Regions from separate parts of the Rattus norvegicus genome. Here region 2 is linked to region 1. Evidence: chromatin contacts called from public Hi-C data. All regions are on one chromosome and are shown on one strand. Each heading gives the region's core, a stretch centred on a gene start, on an enhancer-like site or on the middle of the called end of the contact. The rest is flanking DNA. Distances are from core to core; before and after follow the strand shown. Region 1 has its middle 56 kb from the start of Ahctf1. Region 2 overlaps Cdc42bpa (CDC42 binding protein kinase alpha).

Region 1 (5,632 bases), core at 2,346-4,845:
AGGTCTTTTCACTCCAAATAAGTTCAGAGAGTTCTAAATTGGCCCTTGTCAGCCCAGCAAAGGAGATTTGCTTTTGGAACCTCTGTAGTAAGACTCCATGGCATGTCAGATGGAGTGAATGCTAGAAACAGGACATTTTCTAAAATAGTTACATGTATCACGTGTGTCTATGTCTGGGAGTGTAGTGCCCACTGAAGCCCTTGGATTCCCTGGAGCTGCAGTTACAGATGGTCATGAGCTGCTTTATGTGGGCGCTGCAATCCTCACTTGGGTTCTCTGCAAGAGCAGTATACACTTTAAACTGCAGACCCTGCCCTTTCCAGTCCTCCCTTCCCTCCCCTTTCCTCCCACTTTCTTTCCCTCATTCCCTTCCTTCTTCCCTCCGTCCCTCCCTGCCTCCCTCCTTCTTCTTCCTCCTCCTCTTCCCCCCTCCATGCATGAGAACTCAGGGCCTCATGCATGTCAAGCAGTCACTCAGCTACTGAGATGTAGCTGTGCCCCAGAACTTGACTCTTGACTTTAGGATGCCCTGTGACCCCCAGACTTGGACTGTTGATCAGGTCAGCCCGGGGAATGCCTTGACATGTTGGGATGCATTGTGAGACGTCTTAGCACGGCACCTGGCTTTGTTATTCTTTTGAATATGAATGGAAGAATGATAATTAGTTTATGGTTTTGATGTTTTGAGATAGAATCTCACTATATAGTCTAGGTGTCTGTGAACTCTGGTTCTCCTGTCTTTGCTGGTGAATTACAGTCCTGTACCACCATCCCTTGCTAAAAATACTTTGTTGACATCTATTGAGAGGGCTCCAGTTTATCCAACATCCAAACTCTATACATTTCTTCCCACTAGTGTTTAATTTCCATCCTGTGTTAATACTTTCATAAATCAATGAATATTTCTTTTCTTTTCTTTTCTTTTCTTTCTTTCTTTCTTTCTTTCTTTCTTTCTTTGTTCCTTCCTTCCTTCCATCCATCCATCCATCCATCCATCCATCCTTCCTTCCTTCCTTCCTTTCATAGCACAGCTAGTGTTCGTCAACTCCTCACATTTGGGATGTAGGAGAGAAAAAATGGCTTTTCTCTGGTCCAGTCCCTCCCCAGTTTCAAGCTACCTGCCCTTTGCCGTTCCTGACTTGTTTTCTACAGTGAGTCGCAAGGTGTCCTCGACAGGGTTTCTGTGTCCCTAGAGGACACGGGAAACTGGGTCAAGGGAGTATGCATGGACGTTTAAAGATTTTTAAGAATGGCATGTTTCCTTTAATGTCTCACATAATTGAAAGGCTCTAATGGTATTAGAAACTAATGGGGCTGTATGTGGGGCTGTAGAAATAGACACAAATCCAATTAGACCTACTTTCAGACAAGGAAATGAGTCCAAGAAGAAGGCACTGGTGAAAGAGAACAGAGTGGGTTTGATTTAGAAACATTTCCTGGCTTAGGAACCCAGGTTGCAGCCTCTCAGGGGGGCCTTGAGGGACCTAGACCTGCTGGGAGTTCAGGAGCTCAACATGTCACCCACTGACTCACTGGCCTGTTGACAAAGCACAGCTCAGTTGCATCACAGGCTTCGGTGTTAGTCTACCCCTTTCGAGGACGATGTCATTACCACAGCCAGCAGCTGGCCCTCTGTGTTCTGTGCTGGGCTCCATCCGTCCTGCCTAGTCTGGTACATTCCACGACAGTGGGAAAGTTGCCAAGGCAAATGAGTTAAAAACCTTGCCTGTGTGCCCATTGTGGGCAGAGAGCAAAGGACCTCCTGGTTCTTCCAACCTTCAACAGTGTCCACTACAACGGGTAGATACTGAGCCACCCCTCTCTGTTTCTTACTTAGGAAGTAGTTATCACCATTGCGGAGTCTGACACCTTCATTGGCCAGTGATCCATGGGTGACTATGGGGCCACAGACATCCCACTGCTTGTGGGGCTGGAGATCTGGAGGCTCTGGAGGAAGGGCACCTTACTTGCTTTTGGGCACTGGGAGAGACTAGTGGAAGCCATGGCTCCTCTAGGTCCCAGAGTAGGACTAAGCAGGTTTCTCCCTAAAATTCTGTCTATCTCTGAATCGCAGACATGCTCCCTCCCCACATCTGCTGAGAAATGACATTCCTGGGAAATTGTTGCTTCCTCAAGACGCTGGGAAATCTGCTGAGCTTCCTCTCAAGCGTACCCAGGGTAGCCACTGCAGGGACCTTCCCAAGTGAAAAGGCCATCACTCCTATGCATTCTTCATGGTGGCTTTACTGGGGAGCCTTGCTTTCCAGACATGGCCCGCGAAGAGACCTCGTGTGGGAGTAGCTAACAAATTTATTGCAGGCACAACAGCATTTGGTAAAATACCAATCAATGCTGGCTTTGGGCAGGGAAGATGGGAGAGATCTGTAAGTGTGGCCTTTACTTCTTTTCATGGTATGAGTCTCTGGGACCTGCATTTGGGGGAATTTCCCAGAAAGCTGTGTGCAGCCTCAGGAGGGAGCTGTTGGAGGAAGAGGAAATGGGACTGCGTTTGTGAAAGCACTGGGCTTCCAAGAGAGCAGGGGCCAAATGAATGGAGTCCTCCTGGCATAGAGGAGTTGAGGGATATTCTCCACCCTCCAGCTGGAGTCTGGGAAGCAAGCCAGGGAGATAACATGTATCTCCCAGCTCTGTCCTTTCCTCAGGCTGGCAGGGGAAACGCTGAGAACTAACCTGAGGATAAATATTGCAACAATTAGGGATACTTGGACCAAGACACCTAGTTTCTGAAATGAGAGTATGCTTTGAGATTGGAAATGTCCGCACAGGCTAGAGGTCAGTGGTAAAGCCTTGCTTAGTAAGGCTCCGGACTCCATCTTTAGAGCCACTATAAAAACACATATATATGTATAAATTAAATGTCCATGCAATGATCTGATACCTCACAGTGAAGAAGGACATTCTGAAGTCCTTGGAGGTTTTCTTTTGTATGTGCATGAGTGTTTTGTCTGCATGTGTGTGTGTGCACCACATGCCTGGGGAGGACAGAAGAGGGAATCAGACCTGTGGAACTGGAGATCTGCCACATGGGTGCTGGTCCTCTGCAAGAGCAAGTGCCCTGAAGTGCTGAGCCATCTCTCCAGGCCCTGGAGTTCTCAGAGTTAAACCATCACCATCATCATCATCAACAACAGCACCACCACCGTCGTGTTTGAGATCAGAGGGCAGTTTTCGGAAGTTGGTTCTTATCTTCTATCATAGGATCAGGTCATCGGGCAATCACCTTTATAAAAGAGCTATTTTGTCTCGAGTTTCCAATCAAACGACAGCAAAGAACTTTCCTCATAGCTAGTTCTCAAAGGAGCAGTGGGTGACAAGATATACTTGTTTGGGCCACATTCAATGAGTAAGGCTGGATCCAAAGGTGGATTTGGTGGGAGGAAGTAGTTGATGACCCTTCTAGCACCAGCCCCATCTCTACAGTTCCTTGCCTTGGGCCCAGAGGGAGCAGAGGCACAGGGAAAGCGGCGCCAGCACCGTGGATACCATCTTTGAATAAGACACACATTTACAGACAGTGTCTGCTTGTGGCATAGTTTCCCACTCTCTTCTGTAGCCCGTACAGAAATCTCCCAGGCCCTCCTGTGACTCAGAAAGGCTGGAATTTCCTCCCAAGTCTTGAGAACCCTATTCTAACATCTACCACACTAACCAAACTTCACCCTGAGGTATTTTGAAAAGAGCGGTGAAGAGTCAGGAGAATTAACAGGAGATAGACCCTAAAGGCAGATAACGGCTCCAGTCTGGAGAGTTGGTCCCTTCTGTCAGTGTCTCTCCTTTTAGGGATCTGGATGAAAGATGTTGATGAAAACAGAATTGAGGTCCAGTGTTCTTATATGGTTCAACTGTTAGACTTTTCAGGCATTGTGATGTTTGCAGCAGGGTGTGTGTCTCTCTGTGTGTGTCTGTCTGTCTGCTTTGTTTTTCCATGCCCAGACCAGGCCACCGGTCAGCACCGCAGGCTACAGCTGGTGTTGATGGAGCAGAAGCGCTGAGTCACTGGCTGCTCAGTGCTCTCAGTGACCCTCTTACATCATGCTATTGTCCTTTCTGTTAGGCCTTTGGGGACTCTGTTTTTGTTTTGTTTTGTGTTTGCCTGGGGCCTGGCCCTGCTAGGAAATCAGAGTGTAAAAAAACCAGAGGCTGCCAGACTCCTGAGCCAGTTGCTATAACGGAACTGTAGGTCATTATGGGTTCTTTGAGAACACCTTGTACTCCAGATTCGAGGTGGGAGGTGATACCCCAGCATAGGAACGTGCCCCAGGGTGGGCACAGGCTCACATTTTTCTGCAACTCTCCCTGTTGTGCTGGCTTCTACTTGAGCTTCCCAATCCAATGTTCTGCATACTCCTTTGACCACAAGTGCTACAGGTGTAGTTAATTGTGTGACAAACTCTTGGAGAAATAATGCCTAGAGAGGGCCTAGAGAGGGCTATAGAAAGGGCCATAGAAAGGACTATAGAGAGGGCTATAAAGAGGGTCATAGAGAAGGCCATTGAGAAGGCCACAGAGAGGGTTATAGGGTCAGAGAGAGGGTTATAGAGAGAGCCATAGAGAGGGCCTAGAGAGGGAGCCAGAGAGAGGACCAGAGAGAGGGCCATAGAGAGGGCTACAGAGAGGGCCAGAGAGAGGGCCATAGAGAGGGCTACAGAGAGGGCTATAAAGAGAGCCTAGAGAGGGCCATAGAGAGGGCTATAGAGAGGGCCATAGAAACACCCATATAGAGGACTATAGAGAGGGCTATAAAGAGGGCCTAGAGAAGGCCATATGGATTTGTTTAAATGACCATGTGGATCTAACCAGATTGTCATTTCATTAACCTTTTTTGTATTTATTATGTTAAAAAAAAAGTAGTGCGGGGGTGTGGTTGACAGGAAAGCATAAAGATGAAGTAAAATCAGACACGTACACACACCTATGCAGCCACCACTCCCCACCCCCACCCCCACCCCCACCCCTCAACTCATAATCCCTGGCTTCAACTCTCAGCTGGTCCCAACAATTATCACAACTAACATTGTTTTTCACTTTAATAAAAAAGAGTGCCACTATCCATTTTCTTTTTCTTTAATTTATACTTTTTATATGTTCAAGAATTTCCTATATGAATACTGTTCCTAGTTACACTTCCAAGTTTTCTTGTGCCCCCTTCAAATTCATGACCTTTTTGTTTGTAATTATTATTCTGACACAATACATATCATATCAAGGAAAATGTAAGACCTCCTGAGCCCATTTAAACATTGCTCTGTGCTTGTGTTTAGTGCTGATCAATTGGGATTGGATAATCTACCAATGGGCGTGTCTGGAGAGCCTCGCTCTCTTGGTAGCCATCCGTTGCCGGTAAGTCTTCGTCTAGGGGTGGGCTTGTGAAGTTTGCCCTAGCCGAGTTGGCATGTTGACTGATGTCATTATAAAAGTCTTGGTTTTCATTTTTTTGAGCCAGAGTCTCATACAGCTCAGGCTGGCCTTGAACTGGATGTAGCTCAAAGAATGACTCTGAGCTCCTCAACCTCTTCCCCTTGCTGCTCAGGTGCTGGGATTATCAAGTGTACACCACTATGTCCGGCTACTGTTTAAACACGAGGTGTTCTAACCACTATGTCTGGCTACT
Region 2 (5,923 bases), core at 968-3,467, 260 kb after region 1:
GCAGGCCATCCAGGAAGAGCTGAATAAAGTCAAAGCATCCAACATCATAACAGAATGGTAAGGCCCGGTATCTAGTCACCACAGTAGTGACTTGTTGAAAGCTGTGGGGAGAAGTTACATGTGTATTTGCCTATCTGCGGGGGTTTATTGTTGTTTGTTTGTTTGTAAGGCTAAAAAATGCTGACCAGAAGATTGGGAATACAGTTCAGCAGTATAATGCTTGCCTGGCATGCCCAAGGTCAAAGGTCTGCCCCCACCTCCCTGACAAAAGTGAGGAAAAGGCTCAGTCATTAAAGTGCTTGCCTTATAAGCATGAAGACCTAAATTTGAGCCAGCCCAACATCTAAAAAAACATGCTGGGAGCTATAACATCTGCCTATAATCCCAGGGCTGGGAAGGGAGAGGGGAGGAGAGGGAGGGAGGGAGGGAGAAAAGGAATGAGAGAGAGAATGAGAGTTCCAGCTCACCAGCCAGGCACCAGTCCATGAAGGAGCTCCAAATTCAGTGAACAACTTTGTCTCCAAATGAAGGGGAAGAGCTGTTGAGGAAGACACTGCTGTTGCCCTCTGTCCTGCACATTTGTGCACACTCACCCAGACACACACACACACACACACACACACACACACAACCATGACCACAGAGAGTTGTGAAGATTTGAGAAGCAAAGATGTGATTCTAGGTTGTAGGGAGCGGCGCGGTAAAACAAAGATGGCGCCGACACTAGGTAACATCTCATACAGCCTTGTTTTCTTCAGGGTTATCCATAGATGGATTATTAGTTTTAAATAGTATTTCATTCTTTTCTCCTTATATATAAAGTTTAGTTTACTCAATTTTTTTCTATTGAATCTAAACTTCTCTCACATTCTGTATAGAATGAAACTTTACCACCAGAACACAATACAAATCTCTAAAAACTGGGACCTCTACCAAAGGTCTTTTACAGATGGTCATTTTATTGATGTCAGATTTTGTGGATGTTGTTTGGGGGTTTGAGATATTAAGTTTTGTAAAGGCAAAATAATTATGATTATTTTCAAGGTTCCTTTGTTTATTTAAAAATAATCAAACTTCTAGTATCCAGGGCAGTTAGCTACTAAACATAGCCCCTTGATTCTTGTCATAACAGTAAAACAAATTCTATGTTAGATATATAAATGATGAAACAAAAGTTTTTAATTAGATTAGATATAAAGATGGTTCAAAACTAAGTCACAGTTCTAGACAGATGGTTCAGCAATTGAGACTCCTCAATGGTTTTGCAGGGGACCAAAGTTTGATTTTCAGCAGTTAAATCAGGCACCTCACAACTGCCTGTAAGTCTAGTTCCATAGGATCCAAAACATTGGCACCTCCTTAGGGAATCTGTTTGAATGTGGTACCACATAAACTCATACAGACACACAGATACACACACACACACACACACACACACACACACACACACAGGAAGAAAGAGAAATAAATATTTAAATCAGTAGGTAACATTGGAACTATAGTAAGTTCACAGTAAAAATGAAACTATAAATTTAAAAATCCTTCTGGCTCAAAAATATCAACTTCCAAAAGCATGAGAAGAAACACAGGGACTACAAATTTAGTTTTGAGAAGTTTACTGCCTTTATTCTTAAGCTGTAGTCATTTTTTTCTTATTGAAGGGCAAACACACTCCTGTTGAATTATAAATTTTTTGATGTAAATGACACAGGCATAAATTAAGTTTGTTTTAATTAAATATGTTTGTGAAGCATTGAAAGAGAATTCTTTTGTGGAGAATATGAAGTAGACCTCATGTAAAGAATTACTGAATGCCATCGAGTGCCATCCTCTTGCTTGACGTTGAAGTTTACACATTTGCTCATAAAGCAGAGAGAGCTGAGTCAGATGAAAGCGATAAACAGGTGCATATGTTCCAGCTACACAGTGATGTGGAGAAAGTCTAACAGGATTGTAGAAGCAACCTTTGGTTTCATAACACGGGTAAATGTAAACTCAGCTCAGGGTCAGCACATGTCTCTGTGAAGGCGCGAAGGCGCGCGTGGCCTCCTCTCTGCTCCGCCCTCGTCCTCAATCCTGGTGCAGCAGCAGGAGCCCTGTTCTGATGCTTGTCAGTGCTAGGGTTTGAGCTGGGGCTTCCTTCACACAGGCCAGGCAAGCCCTCTGCTACTGAGCTGCATTCCAGACCTGGCAGCCATCGGTATGGAAATGGATGAGCCCGGCCTGCTTTATTAATTTGCATAATAGTAGGTGGCAGGCTGTATTTGTCTTCATGCAGTAGTTAACAGTCTCCTAGTTTAGCCTCACAGACATTTAAACCAAATAAACCCAGCTACACAAAACTAATGACTATTTTTCTTTCCCTGCCTATTTAAGTAAACTGAAAGATTCAGAGAAGAAGAACTTGGAACTGTTGTCCGAAATCGAGCAGCTGATAAAGGACACTGAAGAGCTTAGATCTGAAAAGGGTATGAGACTGTGTTTGCACCAGCACTTGCTGTACCTAATGGCCGTTGTTGCAGGAGAGCCAGCTTGCTCCACAGACAGAGAATTCTTTACATTAGCAACTGCACATGCACACACCCTTGAGAGTTCATACGAACATGCATACACACTCATGCGCACATACATGTGCATGTAGACTGGCTGAGCTATTATGTATTAATTAACATACATTATACTAGGAACTTTTAGTTACAGAAATAACCTCTTTGCCATGAATTTGACTGTTATCTCAGTGTTAAAATATACTTCATGAGTAACTTTTGAGTTGGGATAAAAGTATTTTTGTGACATATTTATAATGTTCTCACATGTCACATGAGGTAGCTGCTTCAACTGTGGTGCTGTATGTTACATTAGTGAACATAAGTTTCTTAGTGAAGAAACTTGAAAAGGGGAGGTTGTTTGGGGGACAGAGTGTTGCTAAGTAGCCCAAGGTGTCCTTGAATTCGGAGTCCTCTTGTCCACTTCCCTGAGTGCTAGGATTATACTTAATAGCACTTTCCATGTGCCTACAGTGCACAGAACCTTATGATACCAGAAAAACAGCCAGGGAAACATAGAAAATAATGATGACTAACTCAATACTAATTATTTTAGTAATGAAGAATTATTTAGGTGTTTGCTGTCTTTTTCCAGATTGATGTTTACATTGTCTGTCCTATGAGATTTCCTAGAATTTATTAGTATTTTCTTGAGAACTTTTGTTCTTTTTACATGGGCCTAGTTCAGAGCATGTCATAACTCTGTGATATAAACCTCTTATACAATTTTTCCATAATGTGGACATTACAAGAGTAATAATTTAGTAAAAATAAATTCAAAATGTGACTTACATTTTGTAAAGAGACATTTTATATAGAATTATCAAAAATCCATTTTTCTGGCAATGGCCATCATCAATTACTGGGTTAATATATAGGGTTTGTCTTTGGCTAAGAGTTTATTATTTTCCATATCTGTAACACAGAGAGGGTTGGGTCTGGTTGGATCTTTATGTCTGCTTGTACTAGGAGAACAGACTAACCACAGAGAGCACTAGAGTGCTTTATGGCACCTTTTTTGGTGATTGAATTTCTTAATGACAAAAGTGAATAAGAACTCACAATACAAGGATGAGAAATCCTGCCAAGTGATCATGTCTGATTTTAATTCATAAACAGTGGAGAAGTATATTAAGGAAGAAAAACAGTATGTAATATGAATGTAGTCCTAAAAGCAATTTAACCAGAATAACACCTGTGCCAAATAAAACCGACAGATCAAATTGACTGCATTATTTTTAGATTATATCCAAACCTAAAAGACTTCTAAGTTTCTAGCACATTGCTTTATGAAATCATGTTAAATAAAGGCTTTCTTATTCAGAATATTGCAAAATTTCATTATGTTACAACATGATGTAATGTGCTATATAATTGAGTTTCAAAATGAGGGCAAAATCCTTTTCTATACTTGGTTTACTATTTTATTCACAATATCTAGAAAAGTACCTACTATAACGTGTGTGTGTGTGTGTGTGTGTGTGTGTGTGTGTGTGTGTGTGTGTAGACACAAACATGGGGGGGGTGCATGCCTTGCATACATACAGAGCTTAGAGACAATCTTCAGGATTTAGTTCTCTCACCATGTGGGTCTTAGAGACTGACTCAGGTCTTCCGGGAGCAAGAGCCTTTAGCTGCTGAGCTATCTCAGCTGCTCATAATAGGCTCATAATAAATATGTGTTGACTAAATACTCAAACTGCCTATTTCATAATTATGATTGATATATTAGGATGATATTAATGCTGAGAAGCACATAAATCAGTGATTGGGAGACGACTAACTGTGTGAAATGCTTACTTTACAAGCACGAGACCTGATTTCAGATTCTGAGCACCCACATTCCCATCACCCAGGGATACACCTAAAATCCCATCACTGAGAGACAAGAAAAACAAACAAACAAACAAAACCCTGGAGTTCACTGACCAGCCATTCTAACCAGATGTGAGTTTTAGTTTTAGTGAGAGACCATTTTTCAAAAACAAAACAAAATGGAGAGCAAAAAAGGAAGATACCTAACAACTGATCTCAGCCCTCTACATGTACATACGTGGTCACGCTCCCAAACATAGGTACAGAGAGCCCCTGCCCTGTGCTAGAGAGAGACACAAACCAGTTGACGAGGTTTCATGATAGAAAAGTCACAGCTACACAGTGGGGGCTGGAGAGATGTCTCGCAGCTCCGTACTGGCCCATCTTCTAAATTACCAGGTTTAATCTCCAGCACCACCGAGCAGCTCACAGCGTTCTGTAACTCCAGTCCCAGGGTGCTGATGCCCCCTTCTGGCCTCCACAAGCAATGCATGCACATGGTGTACAGACGTTCATAGATACAAACTTCTTAAAAATTAATTATGATAGTCTATTTCTGCTTTATCTCCCCTAATATTTATTATAATCTTTGCATTTTGAAATTTTTTTAAAATTATATATATATGTGTATATATACATATACATATACTATATATATGTATATATATATATCATAGCCAAAAAGTTTATATACATTTTTTAAAAATTCATCTGAGAAAAAAATTAATTTTTGGTTATTTAGTCTTCAATAGGAAAAATGTAATTAACTACATTTACTTTATTAATGAAATAAGTATATTTCATAAATGCTAAAAAGATTACTTTTAAAAAAAGAATTTCAAAGGATATCTCTTGTTTGGCTGGTAAAAGAATTTAGAAAAAAATCACAAATAGACAAGCTTCTAGTTTTATTTTTTTTTCAAATTGCCCAAAAGACTGTGTTTTGTTTTATTATGATGTATTAGATCAATGGTTCTCAACCTCCCTAATGGAACCGTAGTGTGACCATCTGATATGCAGGCTGTAGGTGTCTGTGAGAGAATTGTTGGACCCTCAGAAGGGCTGTGAGCCACAGGGTGAGGACTGGAGTACGAGATGGGGAAGCTAACTGGGACTCACGGAATTAGCATATAAACTAGCCTAGGCTAACTGTGGAGTCTGGGAAACACTAATATATTTTGGTTTTTCAACTATGTAGAGTTAATGCAATCAGCTTTGAAACCTTTACTATATTGAGACAGGAGAAGTTGGTTATCCAGGAAAATTCTTTTTAGTTCTACTTTAAAAAAGGAGTTGCCACTGTTTTCTAGGTGTAGAGCACCGAGACTCACAGCACTCTTTCTTGGCATTTTTGAATACGCCTACCGATGCTCTGGATCAATTTGAAGTAAGTAACTGCTGAGGACCCTCTGGGTCTGCTACAGTTCACTCTGCAGCAATACCTTAGAGAACCTGGCATGATATAAATAGTGAATAGAAACATGCATGGGAGGGGTGTCTGCATTCTTATGGAAGCACGACCACATTTGTGTGTAATAAAAACACCCAAGAGTCTGAAACCA

What was found. Hi-C and Micro-C count contacts between places; a contact is called where the count stands out from the background.
Region 2: a contact with region 1 is called in a Hi-C map of the A7r5 cell line, with 6 times the contacts expected there. The contact joins two enhancer-like sites. A contact is called at or near these places in 9 of 12 Hi-C or Micro-C datasets (the A7r5 cell line, Schwann cells, frontal cortex and 5 more).

The regions. Positions count from the first base shown.
Region 1 is chr13:94,122,021-94,127,652 of GRCr8, forward strand. No RefSeq gene overlaps it. Among named protein-coding and RNA genes, the nearest start is that of Ahctf1, 56 kb to the left of the region's middle. Within about 2 kb of position 3,596, at least 41 of the 93 cell types and tissues checked have an H3K27ac peak or open chromatin away from gene starts, as enhancers often do.
Region 2 is chr13:94,382,529-94,388,451 of GRCr8, forward strand. It overlaps Cdc42bpa (CDC42 binding protein kinase alpha), which reads left to right. Exons shown (of 37, transcript NM_053657.2): 19 at 1-57; 20 at 2,377-2,468; 21 at 5,672-5,748. Among named protein-coding and RNA genes, the nearest start is that of Coq8a, 78 kb to the right of the region's middle. Within about 2 kb of position 2,218, at least 4 of the 93 cell types and tissues checked have an H3K27ac peak or open chromatin away from gene starts, as enhancers often do.